Linked DNA regions of Mus musculus: all the other regions are linked to region 3. The links are chromatin contacts, called in public ChIA-PET and HiCAR-type maps. All regions are on one chromosome and are shown on one strand. Each heading gives the region's core, a stretch centred on a gene start, on an enhancer-like site or on the middle of the called end of the contact. The rest is flanking DNA. Distances are from core to core; before and after follow the strand shown.

What was found. ChIA-PET counts read pairs in DNA pulled down with a chosen protein or histone mark. HiCAR-type assays count read pairs that join an accessible place to other places.
Region 1: a HiCAR-type map of Th17 cells shows a contact between it and region 3, with 4 times the contacts expected there. The contact joins the enhancer-like site here to the promoter of Mir155hg in region 3. A contact is called at or near these places in 4 of 39 promoter capture datasets (the 3T3-L1 cell line, 3T3-L1-derived adipocytes and the C10 cell line), 1 of 15 datasets of contacts at CTCF or cohesin (CD8 T cells), 7 of 484 Hi-C or Micro-C datasets (B cells, ECoMG myeloid progenitors, Th1 cells and 3 more) and 7 of 115 datasets of contacts at active chromatin or transcription factors (CD8 T cells, Th17 cells, bone marrow-derived dendritic cells and 3 more).
Region 2: an RNA polymerase II ChIA-PET map of effector CD8 T cells shows a contact between it and region 3, with 139 read pairs. The contact joins the enhancer-like site here to the promoter of Mir155hg in region 3. A contact is called at or near these places in 7 of 39 promoter capture datasets (the 3T3-L1 cell line, 3T3-L1-derived adipocytes, the C10 cell line and 2 more), 1 of 15 datasets of contacts at CTCF or cohesin (CD8 T cells), 27 of 484 Hi-C or Micro-C datasets (B cells, CD4 T cells, CD8 T cells and 20 more), 12 of 115 datasets of contacts at active chromatin or transcription factors (CD8 T cells, Th17 cells, Th2 cells and 8 more) and 1 of 9 other capture datasets (bone marrow-derived macrophages).

Annotation. Positions count from the first base shown.
Region 1 is chr16:84,644,789-84,649,060 of GRCm38.p6, reverse strand. It overlaps the pseudogene Gm2349. Among named protein-coding and RNA genes, the nearest start is that of 4930529L06Rik, 33 kb to the left of the region's middle. Within about 2 kb of position 2,555, at least 13 of the 459 cell types and tissues checked have an H3K27ac peak or open chromatin away from gene starts, as enhancers often do. A contact at or near this core is called in Th17 cells, where this site is marked.
Region 2 is chr16:84,620,040-84,623,832 of GRCm38.p6, reverse strand. No RefSeq gene overlaps it. Among named protein-coding and RNA genes, the nearest start is that of 4930529L06Rik, 58 kb to the left of the region's middle. Within about 2 kb of position 2,307, at least 148 of the 459 cell types and tissues checked have an H3K27ac peak or open chromatin away from gene starts, as enhancers often do. A contact at or near this core is called in B cells, CD8 T cells, CD8 central memory T cells and 18 more, where this site is marked.
Region 3 is chr16:84,711,184-84,715,467 of GRCm38.p6, reverse strand. It overlaps Mir155hg (Mir155 host gene (non-protein coding)), which reads right to left and starts at 2,445. Exons shown (of 2, transcript NR_132106.1): 1 at 2,375-2,445; 2 at 223-1,415. It overlaps Mir155 (microRNA 155), which reads right to left and starts at 1,328; the gene lies at 1,264-1,328.

The DNA of each region.
Region 1 (4,272 bases), core at 1,306-3,805, 67 kb after region 3:
CATTTTGATTAGTTGTGGTTTTGTGTAATGGCTTCCATCTGTTGCTACACACACACACACACACACACACACACACACACATTTCCATGCCGAGAGGTGAGAACTACCTTTATATGTGGGTATGTTAAATATTTAGGATACAGTTAAGAATTATGCTGGTTTAGTAAAGTGGAAATTATAGATTCTCTTCCATGATTCCTGGGTTAACTAACCCTAGGTAGTTAGCTAGGTTTCCCGTCTCAGGTTTCCCTCTGTCATGTAGGTCTTAGGTCCAACTAGAGAGTTATTGGTTATTACCAACGTATTTAAGCCATATCCTACTGTTAGGGCTATCTTGCACGCCATGCCGTTCAATGTTGTGATTCATAGGCATTATGAGTTTTATTTTTTGTCTGTTTTTTTTTTTTAACTGTTGTCATGTCCACATATGGGTAAGGACATTTTATCCATGTCTATCTGTGTCCGGTTTATTCTAGCTAGCTTGATATCTCCTAATTTCGTCCACTTCCTTTGGCAGATGATAAGATTTCATTCTTCTGTATGGATGAATAGTCTCTCACCATTCATGCATGCTGCATTTCCTTATCCCTCTCAGCAGGTGACAGTCTCTAGTCTGCCTCCACACTGGAGCTGTTGTGAGCAGCTGTATGGAAACAGTCTTTTGACTCTGGTGTGTGTGTGTGTGTGTGTGTGTGTGTGTGTGTGTGTGTGTGTATGTGTGTGTGTGTGTGTGTTTAACATGGGAAGCAGCTTTTGTTCACAGGCTGTCTCCAGAAACCAAAAGGCTATGTGGTGTCAGTTACACCCCATGCCTCCAAAATGCCTCTAGGGCTCTACTTGGAGAAGGGATACAAATTGCCTCTTTCAAGGCCCAAATCTTTCACCTCTCTGTTCAGGCTTAATGTAGAAACTTTGTGACATTGCCCTTTTGTTGGGTTTTTGTTATTTGTTCCTCCAGCTACTTTGTAACAGCCAGAGGTGACCCTTGAAGGAATCATGAGAAAGGAGAAAACAGGAATAGAGCCTAGCCACAGACCCTCTGTCCCACCTCAGAGGATTCATCCTTCATTGGTTGCATTTTTCTTTGTGCTGGATCACACCTTTCTGAATCACTGCCAGCCAAAGACCCAGCCCCGGGGCCAGGAGGTGAGCTAGTCCAAACTTGGGCACATTCCTGGCCCACAAAGGTTTGAAATGATCAGACATATTTTGCCACCCTTGCATGTCTTTTGTTTTGTTTTGTTTTTGTTTGTTTATTTTTCGAGACAGGGTTTCTCTGTGTAGCCCTTGCTGTCCTGGAATTCACTCTGTAGACCAGGCTGGCCTCGAACTCAGAAATCCGCCTGCCTCTGCCTCCCGAGTGCTGGGATTACCCCAGTACGTCTTTGCTCTCTTCCCAACCAGTTCATGGACTGCAGTTTCTGGAGCTGTAGTAGGATATGTAATAGGAATTTCAAACTCAATGTCAAACTCATATTTGAGGAAGTCATGGATGTACTAGCATTTTCCAAACCACCGAGTCCCTTCCTTGTTGTACTACAGTCCGAATTCTTGTTCTCCACATACCGGATAAGGGACTGATATTCTTTCTTTAGTCGCTGCACCCACAACTCCTGATCTCGGCGTCCAGCGTTGGTTTTCAGCACCGGTATCTCAGACAAGACCTGCCGGGTGGCCTAGTCTGCCATCTTGAATCAGGGCTCTGATTTTTTTTTCTTTCACCTTTGAGAAGACAGAAAGGCCAATAAAGATTTAAGAGGAATTTAGTATTTAGAGAAACCCGGAATCTAACATGCTCATTTTATAGAAATGCATAGAGGCTGAGCTCATCTCAAGCACTAAACATCTGTGAGCCAAGTAAGTTTCCTTTCATTATACATTACCTACTCTCAGGCATTTTATTATGGAACAGAAACCAAACTGTGACTGCACACTGACAAAAATTTTCATTTAAACTAGTAAAGTAACTGACAATTTTTCTGATGCAATAATTTAGTTGTTTGAAATATGGAGAGTTAGAGAAGGCAGTATTGAAAAATGAAAATAAACACAAATGCAGTAGGAGAAGTTTGTTGTCCTATCCTGGGTGATCTATAGGACATTGTGAGCTAGAGTTCTAACTCAAGAATACATAGAAATCATGTATACATCTTGCTTTATACCACTGTGTCTAATCTAGGTATTTCCTGGCTTGGACTAGCTATGGAGATCTGAACTTGGTTTATTTTAAATATATATTTTCCACTAAGTTTTTCTAGATTTCAGCTATTTCTCTAAAAAGTGCCCCTTGGCTGAACTGTGAAATGAAGGGAAAAAAATTACTGAGGCTTAATCCTTTGGCATAAGACATTGATCCATTAATGAATATTAAGGAGTTGTTGTGAAACTTTGTCTTAAGAACCTGGCCTCAAATACGCGGGGAAGCTCTCATTCTGCTTACAAAAGCTCTATTCTTCTGCTCCTACCTCTTTAGCAGGAAAGGTATGCTCTGAATGTATCTGGCGCATATGTGCATTTGTGACACATAACTGGATTCTTTGAGGTCTTCAGTGGGTAAAAGAGAGAAATGATTAAAGCATCCCTGGGGAAATAAGACAAACTCTTTGAGTCAGAAAATTACCCCCAAATAGAGTGTGTTCAAAGGGACTTTTTGTATGGTGAATAAAACGATGTATTTTTTTTTCATGCAAAGTACATAGACTGTTGCAACGTAGAATTTAGCAACTCAGCTCGACCACTAAACGTTGGGAAGAATTCCTGCCCTTTTCTTAGAACCCCCACTCTTCCCTTTTCTTCTGAAGGCTGCTGTTTTGGACGTAGGTGTCAGAAATGCTTTATGAGTCTCAGGGTATGTCTTGGACCATGTTGTTATTCAAAATCCAACTGCTATGAGGACTACATCAAAAGCGTATTTATGAGTTGACACGGCCAACTGACAGGAGGAGGGTTTTTTTTTTTGGATTGTTAAATAAACTCGCCTCACTGAATTCAACAATTTCTGCTTAAATGGTTTTAAACTTTAGTTGTAGTTTGCATGGAGACTCCTCATTTGAAACCAATCAAACAGAGTAAATTAAAAACATGGAGCAAACATTGTGTTTTTTTTATTTTTTTATTTTTTTACCCTGAAGACAACAGATAACATAGCCACACAAATTATACTTCAGACAATTGGTGTAATTTTTGTGCTTTAAAGGAATATTTTTCTAATCAGCAGCATTTAAAAGTTGCACATGCCAATCACATAATATTTCCAAGCCATAATAACATGCATTTAAGTGATGTTGAAAACTAAGTGTTTCTATTCAGAGAAGTGGCTTCTGAGGAAGGCTGTACATCTTGAAAAAAAAAAAACAAACAAAAAACTTTTTGAGCATCCATTATCTTTCTCCTTAAATTACAGTGTCTGAAATAATATACTGAAGTGACCTTTGCAATAATATCAATGAAAGTAAATGGATATTTTGGAAATATCAAAAGATAGTGATTATTTGAAGGAAAATGTAAAATATTAAAGACAAGAGAACTGGATGGGAGTTGGTTTAAGTCAATAAAAAAATAAGCATGAGAAAATAAGGCTAAACCTTTACAACTGTTTTCTGAGGCTATGGTCTTGTTATTCTGGTGTTGTTGCTCCAAAGGAAAAAGCTTGCTTCCCATATGAAATAGGAGAAAAATCTCTCCTCTCTTTATCCCCCTCCTCTGCGTATGTATGTGTGTATGTATGCATGTATATGTGTATTTATGCATGTATGAATGCAGGCATGAACATGGCCAAGGTGCCCATATGTATGGTCAGAGGATAACCTTGGGTGTTTGTTCTTTACCCTCTACTGTGTTTGAGAAAGGGGATAAGGTTCCCTTTTTGCCCCCTGCCCAGCAACGTACACCAGACTGTCCAGCCCATGAGGTTTTGGGAATTCTCCCATTTCTGTTTCTAATCTTCCCACAGGAGCATTGTAATTATAAGCATTTCTTATGGATCCAAGTTTTATATGGGCTCTGTGTATTTGAACTCAGGTCTTTATGCTTGGACAGCAAACAATTTTACCTATTAAGCTATCCTCCCAGATCCCTATACTTCATATATATATATAAAAAACTAGATATTTTCTTTATTTACATTTCAAGTGTTATCCCCGTTCCTGGTTTCCCCTCTGAAAACCCCCTATTCCCTTCCACCTCCCCTTGCTCACCAATCCACCCACTCCTGCTTCCTGTCCCTGGCATTCCCCTATACTGGAGCATAGAGCCTTCACAGGACCAAGGGCC
Region 2 (3,793 bases), core at 1,058-3,557, 91 kb after region 3:
GAAAACGTTTCCAGTCTAGAAGACATGAAAGAGCATCCCATTTTAATTTGCATGTTTCTAAGTTGCAGACTTTTTTTTTCTTTATAATTTTATTGCTTTTCTTCTGTCCTTCAGGCTGGGTTGTTTATAACCACATATTTACTGGGTTAGTCTTCTTTTCTTGTTTATAGGTTGTTTAAATACTATTTTCGATTGAATTTATTGTTCAAACATCTTGTAAATATTCCCTCTCCCTTTTTTCTCGCTTGCCTCTCAGCTTTGTTTATAGAGTTGAATGGGTAGACATTAAAATGCTGATGTCATCAAATATATTCCATGATTTAATTTGTGCTTAATGGCCTGTTCTTTTATTTTTTCATAATGAACCCTATTTTTAGAAATGTTTCAGCTTCATAATAAAATTAAGAACATAGAGATTTCCCATCTATTTCTTGCTCAACTTTATACACATACATTTTCTTTTAATCCTTCTTCTTCTTCTTCTTCTTTTTTTTTTAAATGTTGGAGAAAGAAAGCATCTTGTGTGGTCAAAGCTATCCTTGAGTGAATGTGTGATCCTCCTGCCTGGCCTCTGAAAGGCTGGGATTACAAGTGCATGCCACCCTGACTGACCTAAAAATTTACAGATTTTACTTCACAAAGTCTGTGAACTTCCAATTACTCTAGGAAACAGGGGGGAATTTAATTTGCTGATACAAGTTAAAATATGTTCCTCAACCCCATCTGTTTGGGAGAGTCATCTGAAAGATCCAGAATAATAAATTAGTTATTTTATTACAGGTATCGAGACAGTATTTGGGGCTTAACCATTGGGCCCATGCATAAGCCTCAAAAGCCAAGGGACGAAAATGGAGATATTAATAAGCATTGGTATGTGGAGAAAACTCTGCTTTTCTTCCTTCCTTCCTTCCTTCCTTCCTTCCTTCCTTCCTTCCTCCCTCCCTCCCTCCCTCCCTCCCTCCCTCCCTCCCTCCTTTCTTTGTTTTGTTTTGTTTTTGTTTTTGTTTTTGTTTTTGTTTTTGTTTTTGTTTTTGTTTTTGTTTTTGTTTTTGTTTTTTTTGAGACAGGATTTGTGTAGCCCTGGCTGTCCTGGAACTCACTTTGTAGACCAGGCTGGACTCAAACTCAGAAATCCGCCTGCCTCTGCCTCCCAAGTGCTGGGACTACAGGTGTGCACCAACACTGCCCAACTAAAAATTCTGCTTTCTAACACGTCAGGAACATTGATTCACAAGAGACCAAGTTGTACACTCATTGCAGAGGGTAGCAGCAGCTTTGACTCACAAGTGGATTTAGAAAACATTACCAAAGCAACCAGCAAACTGAAGAGCCAATATGACAGAGCTGAAGCCAGCAGCATTTCCTTAGCAAATGTAGAGAGCAAGAAGAAAATATTCGCTGGAAAACATTTCTTCTTTATGATGTGTGCTAGGTTTAACATCTACTTAAACCTGGAAAATTTCCAAAGAGCTTCATTGTAGTGGGGAGAAGAGAAATATCCTATTAATTTTTAGTTAAAAAAATGACAATTGATGTCTATTTCTTTTTCAAAGAGTATAAAGTAAAACTCAATCAATGAGCAAAGGTAGTTTATTCCTATGCAACACCATATTCATAAGCAAAATAGTTTCTTACAAATTTATGATAGCTAGCATTTAGGTACATCTTCAAAGAAAATAAAAAAGACAGTATAAAAGCTTTATATTGTAGTATCCTTATTATATGTACAGAGATGTAAACCCGGGGATTTAGCTTGGTAAGTAAATGGTTCGACACTGAGTTATAACCTCAGCCATTGTATTTTGAAGAAAGGTTTTTACCGAGTAGCATAAGCTGGCCTTAAACTTGCTGTGTAGCCCATTCTAGCCCAGAGCTTGTTATCCTGGCTCGACCCTCCGAAGGCTGCCTTGTAAGTGCATGTCTCCAGCCTTGGCTTTTTGCTGTCCTATCTAAATCAATATCTTAGTGTACATGGTCTCTGTTATGAGAATTAAAAGTGACTCAAAGTACAGTGGCAATTTCTGAGATAAGTGTCAGCATGAGGATTTGAAACTTAGATTGGTCTTGTGAAAAACATTTTTAAAAAAAAATATATATAAAAATAATTAGCTGGGAATATCCCACTTGTTATCTAAATCCCCAACCAGCCTGGGTAATTTCTCTCATTCTTCAGCAGTCCTGGCATTCTCTCTTTGAATGACATCAGTCTGGAAATACCCCATGGTTTTCTGAGTTATAAATGGGTCGCTGGCCCTAAACTCCTGAGTGTTATGATTCACACTTTCACTTCAGGGTTTTTTTTTTTTTCTCAATACTATCAGTTTGAAAAAGTGAAACTGAAACTGAGTGCCTGTGCTAACGACGCCCTGAGGGAGGAAAGAGTGGGTTGGATGGAATAACTTAGAAATATTCAAGGAGCGCTGGCTGACTGGCAACAACCCAGGAATCATTTCTCAAGGAAAAAGAGGATGCAGTGTGTCAAAATCAAAACCCTGTCTGAGAGCTGCTTGAGGGATGATTGTCACGCTGCACACCCCAGGGCGGCTTGTGCTATCCTCTAGTGTTTGTTTATTTTAATGTATTAATAAATTCTTTATTAGTATAAAACACATTTTTTTCTTACTGGAAATAGGGCTTAAACTTCAACTCTAGAATTTATTTTCTTGATCATTGCACTAATGATATCAATTGAGGAAGAAAGAGAGGGAGGGAGGGAGGGGAAGAGGAAGAGAGGGAGTAATGAGGGGGGAGGAAGAAAGGGAGACAGGGCAAGAGGGGCAAGAGAAAGAAAGAGAGAGAGGAAGGAGAAGAGGGAAAGGGAGAGTGGGAGGTAGAGGGGGAGAGGGAGGTAGAGGGGAAGAGGGAGAGGAAGACGGAGAGTGGGAGGTAGAGGGGGAGAGGGAGGTATAGGGGGAGAGGGAGAGGGAGAGGGAGGGAGAGGGAGGTAGAAGGGGAGAGGGAGAGGGGGAGGGGGATGGGGAGAGGGAAGGGGAGGGGAAGGGGGAGGGGGAGGGGGAGGGGGAGAGTTGGGGTAGGGGAGACTGACTTCTTAGGTTGGAGAACCTTCATTCATATTGCAGATTGCCTTTGGCTCAGTGTGGTGTCTGCTCAGGGTCTTCCTGGTACATGGTAACACTCAACAAACAGTTGCAGAATAAATGAAAAACCAGTGTCTTAAAAACGAATCCTTGTACTTGACATGCTTTGTGGAAACCCACAGGGAAGACCTTTCTTCTGAGATTTCAGGATTCTAGTAAGCAAGAAGCTCAAAGGAACAGGAATCTTATGAGATTTGCAGACAAGATCATAAAGATGTGTGAGCATTGTAAAGTATACGATTTATGGCTAATGCCTTTCTAGTTCTTTAACTGCATTAGTTCAGTGGAAATTTTGCCAAGGCCTTAGTAGAGATTGACATCATTTAAAAAGTTGTTTGGTTATAAATTAGTCTTTCCATTAAGAAGAAAATCACCGTCTCTGGCTGTCTATCACCCAATGTTTTCCACCAAAGAATAATGTCACGATGTCTTTTCCTATAAATGCATTAATTTCTCCCCTCCACCTCTCCTTTTTCCCAGATTAGAATTTTTCTTTCTTTCCACCCTGCTTTGGATCTTCTTTCATGTTACCAGCTCTTCTGGTTGAAGATGTTTAAGAGATGAGAAACATCCAAGCAGAGATGTCACTTTCATTTGCATGAGATGGGAAGTGAGGGCCCTGTGGCTGTGGCATTTTACCTGACTCAGCTCCAGAGTTGATGTGGTTGATCTGGTTAACTGGATGGCCATCCTTT
Region 3 (4,284 bases), core at 1,196-3,695:
TTACATATATACATAAATATATATATACATATATATACATAAATAAAAAGTCTTTAAAAAAAAAAAAAAAGAACAGGTATAAATTAAATATAACAAGTCCAGCTGTCTATGTGTTCGTCAGTGATATCACTGTGGAGAAAAATTGCATAGGAATTCAAACATTAAACTTCTGTATATCAAATTATTACCTATGTCAGGCAACGGGGTGAGTTTTGGATTGGCTTTAAGACATCACTGTGGGATTTTATTACCTTACAAAGAGTTGTTCATCTCCAGTGAGCTGCACACCAACCTTGTAAAGTTTCATCCGCATTCATGAAGAAATGCGTAGGAAACGTGGGTCTCCTTACTACACAGCTTTACTGTGCAGCTAAAGCAGTAAGCTTGAACCCAGATTTGGGTTTCATTTCAAATGTGAATATTTGAAATTAAATATTAATTAAATTAAATATTTATACCGTGTGAGGAATATATAGGTAGCCCTCAGGAATGATTTGTCATGTCACTTTTTAATACTTCATCTTATTTTCTTAATTTTTTGATAAGGCATTTTTCTGTGTAGCTAAGGCTGTCCTGGAGCTCACTCTGTAGACCAGGTTGGCCTTCGACTCAGCCATCTGCCTGTCTCTGCCTCCCGAGTGCTGGGATTAAAGGAGTAAACTACCAACAGCTGGCTCATAGATTTTAAAAAAATCATTCAGTGTTGACTCAGTTTTTCCTTACCTAGCCCTAAACTCTAACACTAACCCTAAATTTTTCCTTACACTAAAACACAAGAGTTACAAATTTTAAATCAAAGTTGACTAATACATTGTAATGTGGAAAAAATGCCAATTCCAAGTCTTACAAGAGGTATTCCAGACAATCCTAGATGTCAGTCGAGAATGGCCGTCCTGAATTTTAACTACAGAAATATAGAAATGTCCTTTTTAGTGCATTCATTTTGTATTCTGGTTGAATCATTGAAGATGGTTATGAACATAATTTTGAAATAAAAATGATACAAGTTTCACTTTCCATTCAAGATAAAAAATAAACATGTGGGCTTGAAGTTGAGATGTTGTTTAGGATACTGCTGATCTATCTTTTAAATGACATTTATCGTAACACTTACAGTGGACTATCCTAGTAACCAGGTTATGACTAGCACATTAAATGATAGAGTCTGACATCTACGTTCATCCAGCAGGGTGACTCTTGGACTTGTCATCCTCCCACGGTGGCCATTTGTTCCATGTGAGTGCTAGTAACAGGCCTTGTGTCCTGTTAATGCTAACAGGTAGGAGTCAGTCAGAGGCCAAAACCCCTATCACAATTAGCATTAACAGCATACAGCCTTCAGCAAGCCTCCAGCAGCCAGAGGATAAGGGATATGCAACTTAAACCACACACTTCCCCTTCCTGGTTTGCAGCACCTGCAAAGAGAAAAAGAAATAGTTGTGTGTACGCACACAGTTAGTTATAAAGTAGAGTGAACGATTATGAATCTGAAGGCAAGGTAGACTTCAGCTTTGAAAGAAAAGAGCTCTGAAATGCTTCTAAGTAAATTTTGGAAAATTTTTGTAAGGTTTGCAATTTAAAAACTAATTATAAAATCAAACTTTAAATTCTGTGGAAATATTTGAATACATGTATCATTTTTAACACAGCCACGGTTCATAGTTCTACAATGCTGAAGTTCAAAGGACACAACTTCAGTTCTGGGTAATATTCTGACGTACATCCCACAGGTCACTAGGCAATTCAAGAAATCTCAGATATTTAGGATGGTACTTTATGATTTTTGAAAGTTAAAACTCAATGGATGAACCCATTTTGATTCTATAAATAGTAGTTGCGATTTTCACCTTATTCGTTTTTCTTTTTCTTCAAGATAGGGGGTACAGCCAGGGCAGGTCTGCCCTGAAAGGTATCTGAAAATGCTCCTGTTGTCCTCCAGTGATTCCTTTGGGGACTCACAAACCGGTGGCTTCAGTTTGACCCATGTAAAGGAAGTGCGCCTTAAAGAGCTCTGACTCAAGGGACTTGTCTCCAGCAGAGTGGTTTAGAAAAAGAAAAAAGATGAATTTGCTGTTTCCTGTTAGAGTTGGATTTTACTCTCTCAGATAAAGTGACATTTCTCCCACAAGTTTCTGGTTTCAGTGTTACTGTACGCGAACCTAGAAGTTCAAGCATCACTCAAGTCTGTGGTTCCCTTTAGGACCAGAGGGGAACCACCTTTTCTTTTCTTTAATAATGAAACCAGCTAGATGTAGAAATGTGATTAAGTTCAAAAGAAATGCATCAAGTTAAAAATTCCCCAGTGAATATATTTTGACAGGGCAGAATATCGTGGCTTGGAAATTTCCAAACCAAGGAAATATATCATACTTACTGATAGTATTTCTTTTTTAAACTTTGCTGTTTTCTCAGATGAGCTGGTTTCATGAGGAAAGTCTGTGAATTACACAGTTTCAATCTTGGATTTTATTTCAGCCAAAAGAAAGACTGTAATAATACCTTTTCTCTTCATAGTGCATTGAACTCAGTAAGTCCTCAGTAAATCTATTAAGATTCTAGTGTTCTACTTCATGCCATATTATTGACCCATTAGGGAGAATATATGCAACTGTGCATGTGTGCATGAGTGCCTACATAACCCCATTCCAATTTAAGTAAATAACTTATCTATAAGTTCTGTTTCTATCCTTTAAAGATACCATCTGAATAAAGGTATTACCAAGAATATATTTAGTATAGGTAGCCAAGGTTGCCCTATATAACCTAGGCTGGCCTTGAACTCATGACCTTACACTTCAGTCTCCCAAATTCTGGAATTATAGCCATATACCACCACATCTGGCTATATATATATAGCCATATATACATATATATGTATAGCCATATATACATATATATGTATATTACATATATACATACATGTGTGCACACATACACACCTATCTATCTATCTATCTATCTATCTATCTATCTATCTATCTATCTATCTATCTATCATCTATCTACATGAAAAGCCTAGGTTTGATTCCCAAGTACCACATACATGGACACTGGTGCAGCCTTTGATCTCAGGACTTGAGAGATGGACTTAGGAGGATCATGAGCTCAGGGCTGTTCCCAATTACTTATCACCTCTGGGGTCAGCTTGGGCTATATTGGACCCCGTCTCAATAAATAATAAAATATAATGTTAGGAATTGCTATTGCAATCAACTCTTTTGACCTTAGGTAAAAATCTCGACCAACCTTAAGCACTATATTTAGTTCAGACAAATCGTAAGTCCAGGTCCCATTCACTATGTGGCATATCACCATTTCTCTGTGGTATAGCCTAAACCTAAGGACATTCCAGGAGAATATAATTAGACTTTTCTTCAGGATAATATTTTGAGGTATAAGGGAGGCATAGAATGTCACAATCTGTCTAGTCTTGCTGATTTGCCAGGGAAAATGTTATCAGCTAAGGTACTCAGAGAAGAATATGTCCTATACTGGATCTTTTTATTTTTAGTAATTTTTTTGTGGTAACACACACACACACATGTATCTCACACATATAACACACACACACAGACACACACATACAGAGTAGGGTAGATGAACTTTTGGAGCTGTAAGAAAGGGCATCATATTCATACTCATCTTCAACTTTCATCATATACATATACACACATATATCTACATACATACATACATACATACATACATACATACACACATATACATACATACATACATACATACATACATACATACATACATACATACACACACATATACATACATACAAACAAACTTTGCCACTGTAACCAGTTTTAAGTTTCTGATTGAGTTATCAAAGACATCTGCATTCATTCCCACCTTTTCTCTCAAATGACTCCATTTGTTTTATGAGGGTCTCACTTTATGTTAAAATCATGAGTTGTAGGCCAAGTGTGGTGGCACACACCCTTAATCTTAGCACTCAAAAAGCAGAGGCAGTAAGGTTTCTGGGAGTTCCAGGCTACTCTGGTTTATATAGGGAGAGACTGTATTTCAAACAAACATACGTACAAGCAAACAAGCAAGAAAATCATGAATTAGATCCTCCTACAATTATATATATATGTATATACATGTGTATATATCTATGTGCTTATTTTTTTGTCTGGCTTATTCTTAGCACCAACCATTCGAGAGTTATCAAAGAAACTGCATGATGAAATATTTTCTTTATAGGAAGCCAGTGGTTGTATTTTTCACCAATACCATGTGGGACAGCCCTAGCTATTCACTTTGACATAT